4 separate regions of the Mus musculus genome follow, and regions 1, 2 and 4 are each linked to region 3. The links are chromatin contacts, called in public promoter capture Hi-C maps. All regions are on one chromosome and are shown on one strand. Each heading gives the region's core, a stretch centred on a gene start, on an enhancer-like site or on the middle of the called end of the contact. The rest is flanking DNA. Distances are from core to core; before and after follow the strand shown. Region 1 holds the start of Usp6nl (USP6 N-terminal like). Region 2 holds the start of Upf2 (UPF2 regulator of nonsense transcripts homolog (yeast)). Region 3 holds the start of Atp5c1 (ATP synthase, H+ transporting, mitochondrial F1 complex, gamma polypeptide 1). Region 4 holds the start of Cdc123 (cell division cycle 123).

The links. Promoter capture Hi-C pulls out the DNA fragments that hold promoters and counts their contacts.
Region 1: a promoter capture Hi-C map of cranial neural crest shows a contact between it and region 3. The contact joins the promoter of Usp6nl here to the promoter of Atp5c1 in region 3. A contact is called at or near these places in 4 of 39 promoter capture datasets (cranial neural crest, frontonasal cranial neural crest, maxillary cranial neural crest and 1 more).
Region 2: a promoter capture Hi-C map of pre-B cells shows a contact between it and region 3. The contact joins the promoter of Upf2 here to the promoter of Atp5c1 in region 3. A contact is called at or near these places in 3 of 39 promoter capture datasets (cranial neural crest, pre-B cells and second pharyngeal arch cranial neural crest) and 1 of 484 Hi-C or Micro-C datasets (embryonic stem cells).
Region 4: a promoter capture Hi-C map of pre-B cells shows a contact between it and region 3. The contact joins the promoter of Cdc123 here to the promoter of Atp5c1 in region 3. A contact is called at or near these places in 2 of 39 promoter capture datasets (cranial neural crest and pre-B cells) and 1 of 484 Hi-C or Micro-C datasets (CD4 T cells).

What each region holds. Positions count from the first base shown.
Region 1 is chr2:6,320,989-6,324,466 of GRCm38.p6, reverse strand. Usp6nl (USP6 N-terminal like) reads right to left here and starts at 1,710. Exons shown (of 15, transcript NM_001080548.1): 1 at 1,513-1,710. It overlaps A230108P19Rik (RIKEN cDNA A230108P19 gene), which reads right to left. Exons shown (of 7, transcript NR_040333.1): 7 at 2,856-3,478.
Region 2 is chr2:5,949,426-5,952,959 of GRCm38.p6, reverse strand. It overlaps Upf2 (UPF2 regulator of nonsense transcripts homolog (yeast)), which reads right to left and starts at 1,491. Exons shown (of 22, transcript NM_001081132.1): 1 at 1,407-1,491.
Region 3 is chr2:10,078,672-10,082,047 of GRCm38.p6, reverse strand. It overlaps Atp5c1 (ATP synthase, H+ transporting, mitochondrial F1 complex, gamma polypeptide 1), which reads left to right and starts at 1,538. Exons shown (of 10, transcript NM_020615.4): 1 at 1,538-1,700. The coding sequence starts at 1,645. It overlaps Kin (Kin17 DNA and RNA binding protein), which reads right to left and starts at 1,436. Exons shown (of 5, transcript NM_025280.2): 1 at 1,304-1,436. The coding sequence starts at 1,417.
Region 4 is chr2:5,843,673-5,846,879 of GRCm38.p6, reverse strand. Cdc123 (cell division cycle 123) reads left to right here and starts at 1,703. Exons shown (of 13, transcript NM_133837.5): 1 at 1,703-2,045. The coding sequence starts at 1,972. Nudt5 (nudix (nucleoside diphosphate linked moiety X)-type motif 5) reads right to left here and starts at 1,846. Exons shown (of 10, transcript NM_016918.3): 1 at 1,495-1,846.

The DNA of each region.
Region 1 (3,478 bases), core at 461-2,960, 3.8 Mb after region 3:
GAGTACAAACTAAGGAGTGAACGAGACAGCATGCTTACAATTTCACCTATAAAATTATGACAAACTAGGAAATATTTTGTTAATTGTGGGGTCTTGGTGAGAAAAGCAGTGAGTCATTGTTTAAATGCCAGTTTACTGATTATTAAGGTGAGTTAAAGAAAGGGGAAATAATTTAAAACTCTGCCCTAGTTCCCACCACCACCGAGAAAACTTCCAGAGATTCAGTATGGGAGGGAATTGGTCACGAGTCATCTCAATCAACCGTACCGCGAAACTTTTCTGAGCTATGAAACAACTTGTCTCATAGATCTAATTACATAGGAATGGAAGAAGGGAAGGAAGGAAGGAAGGAAGGAAGGAAGGAAGGAAGGAAGGAAAGAAGGAAGGAAGGATCCACGACTAAACTGTTCCAGCAAGAATACTTTGAACACTGTCCCTACAACTTTTTCCATTCGTGTCGCAGTACTGCCCCAATTCACCGAGCCTTTCCATAAGGCACAACGCATATTAGTCTCCTTAAAAAGCATCTGGGGTAGGAGGAATGAGTGAACAGAAGAATCTACTAACGCAGCTTTATTCGAAAATGCCGTGATGTTAGCTAACACCTTGTACGCTAATTTTAAAAATAAAATTCAAAATATCTGTGGATAGCTGGAGAAATGGCTGGGCGGTTAAGAGCACTGACTGCTCTTCCGGAGGTCCTGAGTTCAAATTCCAACAACCACATTGGTGGCTCACAACCATCCGTACAGCTACAGTGTACGCATATAGATAAAATAAATAAATCTTTAAAAAAAAAAAAAGTATCTGTCGATTATACGGAGTGTGCCTAAAGAAGAGCCCAGAGATCTCGATGCTCAACATATATGAACGTCCCACCATGGAGTAAGACTTCTCTCATTCTCTGCATTAAAACACCTGCGAGCCACCGTGCTCATCCCCTATAGAAACGCCGCGCTCCCGGAGCCCCAAACTAGCCAGCAAAACTTTGCCGGGGCGCACGGATTTCCAGCTCCCTCCCGCCCGCCCATCCTCCCCGGGGCTGCTCCAAAGTTCTTGCGGCATCCCAGGCAATCGTCTCAGCGAACGAAGTTTGCCTGGGTCCTGCCCACTCGCGCTCCCGCAGGACGCAACTGAAACTTGCAAGGGAGACACGTCTCCCCGGGGACCGAAACTTGCACGCGGGGTGGGGGAGGAAGGCGGCCGGAGCGTTCCGCCTCCCCGGGGGTCTGCACGCAGCGCCGAGCCCTCTCGGCCCCCCGCCCGGCCGCTCCCGCGCGCGCGCCCGCCCGCCTGTCAATCACACCGCAGACCACCACCCCCACGCGCGAGCAACACGGCGCGCGGGGTCCACGGGAGCCGGCTCGGGCCAGGCCGCGCCGCCGCAGCGTGCCCTCTGCCCGGGGCCGGGAATGGCGGCGACCGGCTGCCCGGAGCCAGTTCCGACCTGGCCCCCTCGCCTTTAGACCCCGCCAGCCCCTGTAGCAGCGGCTGAAGAGAAAAGGAAGTTACCTCCAAGCGGTCCCGGCGGCGGCGGCGGCGGCCAGTCGCGGGAGGCCGAGAGGTCCGGCGCGGCGGCGGCGGCGGCTACCGCAGTGCCCTCCGCCCCATTGTTTCCCTTCCAGGAGGCTCCCGGCAAAGCCGAGCCCGGGAACCAGGAAGTTCCCCGGCGCGACACCTCCAGCCGCCGCCGCTATGGAAACGGCCCCCGCCTTCCCCAGGGCGGCTCTCCCGGGACCCCGCCTCCGCGCCGCCGGCCCCGCCCGCCTCACCGGCCGCCAACAGTCGCCGTTGCGGCCGCGGCCGCCGCCATCTTGGCGCGGGCGGACAGCCCCTGCCTTCCCGGCGGCACGTGCGCTGTTCCCGCGCTCCCGCCGGGCGCGCGCTCGATGGGCTGCGGGCGGAGGCCGACGGCCCGAGCCCCTCTGCATGAAGAGGGGGTCCGCCGACCCGGCGGCGCCCAGCGATCGCTCCAGAGCTACTCACGGGCTGGGACCAGTGCTGTGTCTGACACCTGAGGGCAGCCGGCAGAGCACGGCGCCTTTCGCGGATGAGGCCCGTCCGCTCGCCAGCCTTCAGACGTTGCCTACTGCACTTGGGTTTTTCTTGGACTCGGTATCCTCACCCGTGAAGTGAGAGGGAAACTGTACCTGCTTCGTGGAGTTGTTCCCCGCGCAAACAAATGCTTGGTAGTGTGTGCACAGTGAATCTGTCAACAGAGTGGCTCTGTTACTGACACAAGGTCACACAGTCAATTTCCAGGCATTTATGCCAAGAGTTCAGATCAGCACAACTTTAAGTAGGCTACTGTGTGCAAGCCTTTTGCTGCCTAAACAGTGTTCATTCCCTGGCCCATCTTTCTTTAGGTCAGCTTTTTCTGTGTCAAGAGTTTTAATCCCCACGGTCTTCCATTAAGAACTGATGTAAAAAGGGGATGATGTAAACTTCCCAACACTGTAATTTGCTGACGGTTAAATGATTTATTCACTAGAAGCAGCAAAGGTTTGGGTGTGCGAGTAGCTAAAAGGCTTCTGTCCTTGTTTCCAGGAACTAGAATTACTATAGCTGGCAACTGTGCACTGCGTTTACTCTTTCCCAGGCTGGTGAAACCTGACACTCACTGCAAACTGTGTTCCTTGAGGAATTGAGGAGAGGCAGAGTCCTGGCCCTTCCTGGGCTTGCAGACTTTAACACCTGTGACTCCTTGGGTCTTAGATGGCCTCTGAGGCCACTTCTGACTCTCAAATGCTGATTAACCAGTGAAACCCAGGGCCTTTTGGACAGACAGACAGACAGGCGCGCGCGCATCCCTTCATTCAGGTCTCCATTTAAACCAGGTTTGGAAACACTACTTTGGGTTTTGTTTTGTTTATTGATTTGTTTATTCTGGTATGTACAAATGGCACAGTTGGTTTGGTGAAAATCAGGTCAAAAGTTGGATGGTCATGGGAATTTTTTCAACACTCAAATATAAGGAATAGAATTCCAAAATTAGCAAGTCACCAAAGAGCTCTCCATTTGTGACAATGCCTACAGCTTCCAAGTCTTTGATGACAACACATGCACATACGCATGTACTTACATTGTGCTTTGAAGATTGCAGAAGTCCTCCAAAAGACACTTACTGAATTAAAGTATAACGTTTGAGTTACCGTCTCTCCGGATACCTTGGGAACCCCACAGAGGCTCAAGAGAATTCATCCAGAAATTTTACCACAAATACAAAAATATCAATGAGTTGGAGGGGCAATGCTGGACACAGCTTGCTTCACAAACTGAAGGAGAAGTTTCAGATGTGTGTGTGAAGTTTATATTAGTGTAATACTATATTCTAGACTTAACTGTCAGCACTGTCGGCCCAACTTCAGACTTAGCAGTCTGTACTATTATTCAGAAATATATTCAAGAATGAGGGTAGCTGAATTTCACTGAAAACCTACACAAATAGGAACACTTGAGTCTTGGGGTAGTCGTTTAG
Region 2 (3,534 bases), core at 242-2,741, 4.1 Mb after region 3:
AATAGAATCAACTTTTACAAACTACTCTGCTAAGTACTCAGACAGCCCTTAAAAGGAAAGTATGATTGAAAACCACCTTTCTAGCTCCCAAAATACCGCTCCCGGCACTTGGTCTGTATTATTTTAGTTGCCTTTCTAAGTACATTCTAAACTTCCAAAAGAAAGTAAAAACTGTTTTACTAGTAAGACAGACTCTAATGCAGTGTCCTGGAGAGAGGACAGAGAACGGAGGTGTCCCCTAATACAGCTATAAGTTTGCTAAGTACCATATGGTCTATGTATGAAATCACAATCAGACTGCTCTGAAAACACTACAGAGTAAGAGAATGCTGGTTTACCTTTCAAGTCTGTGTTTTGAACTCAAAATGTTCTAAAGGTAGAACAGCACAGAGATATCTTCCGGTTTCTGAGTTTATTCTTTTACAAAATCCTTATATATGTACGAGACTTATTCAAATTTTTTCAGAGATTTCACCACAGCTCAAAAGTGGCTTTCCTGACGATCTGTACGACTTTTATGAACCCCTAAAAACTATGACAAATGAGAAGGGTCAGTAACAGTCTTATTTTCATCTAATGTGTCAATCGGTACATTTAAGGTTTTCTAAGAGCAAGGCTATTCGCTTCCATGCGTACCCCCAAACCTGTAAGCAGCCTCTGCTAGGCTTCTCTTTAGTTCAACAGTACTTGCTTGTAAGGGAAGTAATGAAAGCCTTGAGTTCGAGTCGAACAGTCAACCATCCTACCTGATTAAAAGGAAGTAAACCCGAACAGCCCCGTTGCCCCCCATCCGCAGGTCCGCTCCAAGCCTCTTCCCCTGCACACGCATCACCCACAAATCTCCCACAAACCCCCGCTGGGTCTCAGGGTCCCACCATTGACACACTTCCCGTCCACAACTCCTATTCCGTGGGGACATCTAAGCCCCAAGCCTAACTTCTCATCCCACACTCCCTCAGACTGCAGCCTCTCCAGCTCGACTGCCTACTCCACATCTTCCCCGCTCCCTCGTCCACGCTTCCCTCCGGACCGCCGAGCTCGCCCCAAGCCTCTCCTCGCACTCTTCCACGCCCCCGAACACCTTCCCCCTCCACGGCAGGCTCCTCCGCCTCCAGCCCCGACGCTGGGCCCAGGCATGCGGGGCAGACACCTCTTCTATCGCCCCTCACGCCGGCCTCGGCCGGGCCGAGACATCCCCCCCACATTGACCGGAGCCTCCGGGAGAGGGGTCTGAGGAGGACGACGTCCGATCCGCTCGTCCCTCCACTGCTCGCCGCCCCCGGAGAGCTGGAGTGCGGAGTCGCCTCTCGGGTCCCTCGGGGAGCAGGAGTCCGGACCGGTAGCCCTCCGCACCAGCTCGTCCCTATCGTCGGAGTGGAGGGGGAAGGAGGATCCCCGGAACTCACCTAGTGCCTGTTGTCAACATTAGCCCCGGGTTTCCCAGCACCAACTCCAGCGCTCGGGCTCCCCTCCCCTCCCCCCGCCGCTCTCGCAGACGAGGGCCCGCCTTCCCTCCGCTCCCCTCCTCCCTCCGCCCGTCGGCCCGCCCGCCCGCCACTCACCAACGCGGCCGGGCTGCTAGGGGGGCGGGGCGGAGCGCAGAGGGAAAAGGAAAAGGCTGCCCGCACGACTGCCTAGTCCAAATGGACCTTCGTCTCCGGTCCCTCGCTATGTGTTCAATCCCTCGTCTGGGTTAAGAAGTGATCAATCTATACCTAATCTCGAGGATGTGCTTCTCCTTCAGATATTCGTTGAAATTCTCCTATCTGTAAATTTTTATGTACAGGCAATGAATAGGACAACCGCTTCCAGCACCTCCAATCAGGGCCCCAGCAGAGGGGAGGAGTGTTCCAAGGACCGGAGGCGGGAAGTGGATTGGTCGTCAGGAAAGGGAAAGCGCCTGAATTGGAGATGCGCAGGCGCAAGCGATTCACGGCTGGGGGCGGGGGTGGGGGGAGCGAGAATGAGACGGGGCGGAACTCTAAGGAGGCATAGAAGAGTGGTGGGATAGTAGAATTACGGGGCGCTGTCGAGGTCAAGGTTGGTAACTTAGTTCTCCGAAGGTTGCCTGATGCGAACGTGAGGAACGGGTTCAAGAAGGCAAACTTTGATTGGACTAATACCGAAAGGTTGAAGGTTTAAAAAATCGAAAAGCTAAAGAACATGGCTGTTGAGGAAGGTAGAGGTAGAGTAGACTGGTGGGGGAATTTCCAGAACCGGTTTAAGGTGTTGGACATGAAAAACAGCTAAAATAGAGAGCAATCAAGGCTTTTCCCATTTGGAAAATATAGAAAGCCCTCTATTGTAAGTATTATAACTTTCACAGTGGAATGAAATCGCCCCGTTTTTAAAGGGATGGGGTTACGAACTTGAACCAAATTGACTGTGAAGTGCATTATCAGCTGCTCAACCTGTTTTCCCAAGTGGATATAATGTGCTTCTGACCTCCGATTCGTGTTCAGATTGTGGTCTGCTTAGATGTACATATGGTTCTGCTCTGGTTGGCCCATAGCCAAAGGAACAAAGGTGCAAAACAAGTCTGGATTCATCAGTGTTCAAGCCCGTACAATGATCTGCTACCAACCTTAGTGCTTGAGATGTCTTTGCCCCCTTTTTATTCAGCCTTTGCCCATTTGCTTTCTCCCTGCCCACTTCATTATTAGCAAGTAAATTCTCTTTCAAATTGTGCACCTCCTGGGTTAATTTTTTCTTGTTCAAAACAACCAATAGGTCAATCACGTAAAGGGCACCGAAGGAGGGAGAGGTGAATGCTGCCACTCTATGCCATTGATAAGTAATTATGAGAAGCTTTTTGTTTTTTGTTTTTCGAGACAGAGTTTCTCTGTGTAGCCCTGGCTATCCTGGAACTCACTTTGTAGACCAGGCTGGCCTCAAACTCAGAAATCCGCCTGCCTCTGCCTCCGGAGTACTGGGATTAAAGGCGTGCGCCACCACGCCCGGCTTTTTTTATTTTTTAATATTTATTTATTATTATACCTAAGTACACTGTAGCTGTCTTCAGATGCACCAGAAGAGGGTGTCAGATCTCATTACGGATGGTTGTGAGCCACCATGTGGTTGCTGGGATTTGAACTCAGGACCTCTGGAAGAGCAGTCAGTGCTCTTAACCACTGAGCCATCTCTACAGCCCGAGAAGCTTTTTCTATAACACACAACTGAGGACCACTTCCAAGTCGCAGGTCTCCTTTTCTTATTTTGTCTGTCTTACCCTGCTCCAGATCTGGTGGTGTGGTGGTTCACATCTGTAATTCAGCACAAGAGGATTGCTACAAATTAGAGGCCATCCTAGCACACAGCAAAATCCTATCTCAGAACAAGAAAGTATTTATTTCCTGGATCTAGAATGTAGTTTACAGCATTGCCTTATCTTGCATGAAGCCCTGGGCTCTAACTCAGGACCCCACTTAAAAACTGAGAAAAACTGGGGGCTGGAGAGACGGCCCAAGAGTTAAAATTACCTGCTGCTGTTGCAGATAGCTGGGTTCAGTTCCTAGCACCCACATGGTAGCTCAC
Region 3 (3,376 bases), core at 289-2,788:
TGCACACCTTTAGTCCCAGCACTAAAAAGGCAGAGACAGATATCTATGAGTTCAAAACCAGCCTGGGCCTGGTTCACTGAGCAAGTTCCAGGACAGCCAGGGCCACACAGAGAAACCCTGTCTTAGAAAAACAATAACATGCACAGAGTTTTGCAATCCAGTCAGTGGCAGTGGGACTGGGTTCAGTCTGTGATGACTTACTAAGAAGGTGGCATAAGGTCAGTAAGATGGCTCAGTGGCTAAAGGCGCTTGGTGCCAGATGTGACAACATGACTTCAATCCCAGGACCCTCAAGCTGGAAGGAAATAACCATTTACATGTGGCCCTTTGATCTCCGTATGGATGTATCTGTTTGGTGCAGCATGCACACATGCATAAACACATACACCAAAATAAGATAACAGAAATATGACGCAGTGCATGAGGGCTCAGTGGTAGAGCATTTGCCAGGCATACATAAGACATTAAACAAAACTTGTAGCACTGCTTAATAAACAACCTCTCTGGTCCCCATCGCCACCACAAGACTACCAAGAAAGTATTAATATAAAGTAGGGTGGTGTATATCTCTGATATCAACCAGCACTTGGGAAGCAGAGGCAGGTCTATCTCGTTTTTTGGCCAGCCTGGTGAGGTCCAGACCAGCCAAAGTTACATACTGAGATACTGTCTCTAAAACAAAAATATGTATCAGATAATGTACAAGAATTTTTATTAGTTCTGTTATATTGGTGGCATTTTGGCATTAATTGAAAAGATAATACGATTACTTGTTATGTTGATTACACAATTAAGTCTTCAAGGGTGAAGGTATACTGATATTCATATATTTATATAATTTACTATATGATGTAAGCAAATATGGAAAAACACTTAGCGGTCACTCCTAGGTGCGATGGACTGCACGCCTGTACCTTTGGGAACCCACATACTGAAACTATAGGATAGCAGTAGCAAGTCGGGAATGAAGCATTTATGTCATGGAGAGTTCTTCTCTCCATGAAAAAACTCGGCGACAATCTTGCCGGTGGGTACAACTATTACCTCTACTTTACCAGTAGTGGCCAAGCCCATGTCACTATTAAGCGGAGCAACTTGAGTTCCTCGTCTTGACCGACCGACCCCACCAGGGAAGTCTAAATGTAAAACCTCAGTGCTCAGCCTAGCGATTGTAAGCGATCAGTGAGTGCTTGTCTGCGACCACTTCTCGTGGAGCTGGAGGGCTTCGCGCCGAGCTGGGGAAGACTGCGCCGGAGAGGGCTCCAAGCCGAGGGAGGGGTCGCGGCCAGCCTGAGTCACTTACCTCGTCGCGGCATTGCTTTTGGCACATCTGGCAGTACCAGCGAAGCTTCTGGAGCCCTTTGGACTTAATTCTATTGGCGATGGCCTTGGGGCTCAGAAAATCCGACTTGCCCATGGCGACCCTGAGCGCTACAACTACAAAGCGGTCGGAAGCGGAACTGGCTCAGCGCGGGGACAGGCGGGACCGAAATTGACAGCAGGAAATGGGTGGGGCCAGGGAACTCGCGGCTTCGGCGCTCACGAGATTTAGCGAGACCGAGGACGCAGGCGGAGCGGGCCGGGGCGCCTGAGCTCCCGCGCACGCGCACTGAGTCCCGTCTGCCCGACCTTCAAGGCTCCACCATGTTCTCGCGGGCGAGCGTTGTCGGGCTGTCGGCCTGCGCCGTGCAGCCGCAATGGTAGGACCACATCGGGAGGGATGCGGGGGCTCGGGCTTGCTGCGAGGCAGGAGGGATGGAGCTGCATGCTCACTCCTGGCGGAAGAAGGCCCCAGCTCAGGCCGCGGGGATGTCTGCAGAGCTGGAAGGTTGCGTGCCGGACCCCTGGTAGGGGTCAAAGAGAACAAGGTCACGGTCTGATCCCCTGAGACTGGAACGGCCATCCGGGACCTCGGGACCCGGACGGGATTCGGGTTGAGCTTTGGAGCCATCTGGGTTTCGATCAACTCCGTACTTCCGCTCCGTACCCGGGAGCACAGCTTGCAAAGTCTTTAGAAAGGCCCTGAAGGTGAAGGGGCGACCGGGGAACGTTTGGTTGTAACTTTTGGCTTTGAAGCCCTGTGAAACACTGCACGGGGGAGCAGCGTGACCCTTTAAGGTGTGATGGCTTGCTTGAGCTCTTTGGTAAGGCATTCACTGTGTAGCCATCCGACTCTTTGCTGGGTACTGGAGAAACGAAGGAACTCAAAATCAGCCCCCGCCTGAACCTGCTGGTCGCCTTGGTGCTAAAGGGGTTTAAAAAAATCTGCCGATGAGGAAGAGAAAGACATTGCCATTGTCATCATGCCCTCGTGTTGAAGTACAATCTCTGCAAGGTCATAAAACTGTCCCAAGGTCCCTCGGTAGGAGGAGGAGGCCTTAATACAGTTACATTTGTTAGCCTCCATTTGATAAAGGGATACCATAAGGTTGGGCGACTTTAAATACTAATCCTCTGTGCAAAATAAAATAGTTGTATATTAGAATGCCCAGGGAAGGTCAGGTAAAACGTGACTTATGGGTGACGTTGTATAATAACATGAACTACTTTGAAGCTAGACTGCTAGAAGAACTGGTGCTAAGGAGATTGTTAACTGTGGACAGTGTTTTAGTGGTTCCTTGTTTTTATGGTACAGAGGATTATTAAGGCGCTCCAGCACTGAACTAGGGTTTTGTAACCTAGGTTAGAGAACTGCCAAGAACTAGTTGAAATAGTTCTTTCATTAAGCAAAGAATTTGTAGCAATATGCTAAGACTCCAAAGTAGTGAGGCAATTAAATACGATAGATATGAACTATGTATTGGAAGAATGTTGGTGGTGCACACCTTTGATCTCAGCAACTCAGGATGCAGAGGCAGGTGGGTGTCTGAGTTCTGGGCCAGCCTAGTCTGCAAAAGGAGTTCCAGAGAATGTGTGTGTGTGTGTGTGTGTGTGTGTGTGTGTGTGTTCGTTCAGATGTTGTTAGATTAACCTTGGAAGTCAGCTTGAGTTACTTATATGGAGGTCAATAACAGTTGCATTCTCAGTTGTGTCTCCTTCAGCCAGTAGATATTTGTGGAGTGCCTGCCCTGCACCAGTTGGCACTTCTTAGGTGATAAGATGTGAAGGGTCTTTGTTGGCATCCAGTGGTCCTCAGCAAACATCAGCTGTCTCCCGTGTTTGTGTATACAATGTGTGAAAAGACTATTCTTTTGTCAAGTGTAGTGAGGCCACTGTCAGAATTTGATACGCTTCCAATGTTTTCTTGAGAGTTAGCTAGGTATTAGCTGGTTAGGTGTTCACTAGTTAGCTAGTTGGGTGTTTTCCTTAACTCTACACTATGTAGCATCACACACTCCCAGCATTCCTTCCAGACTGCTGATTCGTTCATAGGCAT
Region 4 (3,207 bases), core at 454-2,953, 4.2 Mb after region 3:
AGCACCATTCTCCAGAAAATGAAAAGGGAAGATATGGATTATTGCTGCTTTTCCTCACATCACAGAGGACTAGCCAGACCTTGATCCTAGCACTGAAGAGACTGAGGCAAGTGGATCTTTATGAGTTTGAGGCCAGCTTGGTCTATGCAGAGCAGTGGTCCTCAACCTTCTTAAAGTGTCCATCCTTTAATACAGTTCCTCATGTTGTGGTGACCCCCTCCCCCAACTATAAAATCATTTCGTTGCAACTTTGCAACTGTAATTTGGTGTCATGAATTGTCATGTGAATATCTGGTCTATAGAGCATCTGATATAGGACCTGTGAGAGGGTCGTGACCCACACATTGAGAACCAAAGAGTTCCAGGCCAGACAGGAGTATGTAGAGAGAGACTATGTATCAAAACAACAAACAAGCAACAAAACCCAGGATTGATTAATTCTGGATACCACCATTCTTAAATAAGAAGCTCTGCTATCCACAACACATCATTATACACTGCAACATTATAAACCATTGATCTTGATTTTGGAAGGTATTCTTTAAGCAATGCTTCCAACCACTTTACCTGTAACATTTCAAACAATGTATACCTCTCCTGTGTGTGTGTGCACGCGCGAGCACGAATTCTAATTCAAAATACAGAGGATTCTGTTCATCAGTTCTAACAAATACCTTTCTAAAGAGGTCAACAGTGGCTGGGGTTTTTCCTCTCTCTCTAATTTAAACTGCTTAGATGCGCTGTGGAAAATGCAATTTATTTTTCTGTGAGGGTGAGTATCAGAAATGTGGTGCTTCTGGACAAATACGTGCTTGGAACATGCCCAAGGCTTCTACATTACAGGAAGCACCAGAGGGTTTGAAAGGCCTGTCTCTTGCAGCTGGTGATTTTTTTCCTTTTTTTTTTTTTTTTTTAAAAAGAAACTGAACTTTGTAGGATGATAGATGGAAAAAGGAGTAGGGAGAAAAATGATATCACAAGTTGTCGTATACAAACTCTTCCAACCTTTTACGATTTCATCATTGCAGAGACATTGATAAAAATATGTGCTTTTTCCACACTGGTAACTTTTTCGGAATTGGACTAAACTTTAAGCTTAAAAGACACAACTTTCCCCTTTTTCTTGATTTCTCAGACGAACATCGCTTCTTTCATCTTCAGGATCGTAAAATACCACCCTCCTCCCCAGAATCGTGCATGCGGGACTTCTTCCCTGTGTCTCTAAAATCTACTTTCCGGAATGAGAAGGGGCCATCCTTCTTGTAGATGCCTCAACTGATGTGTTCCAACATTTACTGTGCTGTTCCCAGGTTCCTCTCGTAGCCCAGGCTGGTCCGCCTGGATCCCGGGTTCTCGTCTCGCGCTCAGGCGCAGACGCGGAGACACGCGCGCGCGGCGGGCTGTACTCTGGGCACCATCGGTTGTGCTCGCGCCCTTTTTTCCCTTCCCCTCTCCAAGGACACTTAGTACCGAGGTTGGCTCGCGCCCACTTACCTACACTAAACTGTGGGATGTGGAAGGGATTGAGGAGGAAAGGAAAAAGGATCAGGCAGAAGCTGCAGTCTCCGTAGAATCAGGCGCCACCGCTAGAGACACCGGCGCCTCTCGTGGTGCAAGGAGGATGTGCACACGTCCTCCTCCAGGCACCCGTAGAAGCTCAGCTAGCTTCAGATGATTACCTTCCGGGTCGAGGTGCATACAGACGAAAGCGGAGATGTAAGCTTCCTAAAAATCTACGCTTTCGTGCCTCTTCTCTGCGGACTCAGATCTCTGTGTGTCTTGCGCGTCTGTGTGGGCACGCTAAGCATACAGTCTACCATGGCTCTAGAGTCTAGCGCCAGCGGACTTTTACGGACCGGAAGAGTCCTTTCTTTAAGACGGCTCGGTCGGCACTTCCGGAAGTGCTGCGCAGGGTTCCGGGAGAGGGCTGGCGGGAGAGGGAAAGGCGGCTATTGACGCGGCAGCTGGAGAATGAAGAAGGAGCATGTTAGTCACTGTCAGTTCTCCGCGTGGTACCCACTTTTCCGAAGCCTTACCATCAAGAGGTAACCTATCCCGGAGTCAAACCGGGGGGTTTGGGTAAATCCCATCCCTTCAGAAAACTAAACAAAATCCGCAGGCCTTCTACTCAGTGGGAGCGACTGTGTCGAGCTGCGGATTTTCTATTGGCTTTGACGGAGCAAGATTAACAAGTAGATCAGTGTTTGCCGTGCGTCCTGTTCGGAATCAAAGAGCGAGTCGAGGGAGGTAGGGAGGCGGTGGGGGTCCTCGGTAGGGTAGATTGAAATAGATACTTTGGGAATTGTCAGAAGCGCAAGGCAATAAACAAAACAAAACTGGAGACTTTGCCTGCTGCTGACCGACAACCCCCTCTGGTGAGAGTTGCGTTCCATCATTGTACAATGAGAACAGTGATACAGACGGTACCTCCAAGTCTGGATGAAGCTCCAGTTTGGTAGTGTGTATAGGTTGCATTGCTACTGACGATCCAGTGTTCTGAGAAGAAGCAACCCATCTGGAGAGAAAGTGGGATCGTTTGGTTTTTGGTTTTGGGTTTTTTTTTTTTTTTTTTTTTTTTTTTTGATTTTTGAGACAGGGTTTCTCTGTGTAGCCCTTGCTGTCCTGGAACTCACTTTGTAGACCAGGCTGGCCTCGAACTCAGAAATCCACCTGCCTCTGCCTCCCAAGTGCTGGGATTAAAGGCGTGAGCCACCACCGCCTGGCTGAGAAGGTGGGATCCTATTCTCTAGTTCTCTGGCCTGGAACAAGGAATCTGTCCAGGTTTGCAGAATGCCCACGGTGAATTGGTGCATCCAAAAACAAAACAAAACAAAACCACAAAAAACAAAATCCTGCCCCCAAGAATTAGATTGTAGAGTCAGAACCCTCTGTCTGGCTTTGAATTCTGGTTCTATCAGCATCTTCAGCAAATTACTTAATCTCTCTAAACCACATTTGAAAACTTAGAAACATAATAGGATTGTCATGAGAATTGCAAAAGAAAAAAAATACTTAAAATGTTGCCACTCTTTTGTAGCACATAGTAAACACATGAAAAATGTTGCCTGTTACCTTTTGGATTTAATAAAGCCTCATTAAAGTGAATTTTTTTTTTTTTAATTTTATTTATTTTATTATTATATGTAAGTACACTGTAGCTGTCTTCAGACACACCAGAAGAGGGAGTCAGATCTTGTTACGGATGGT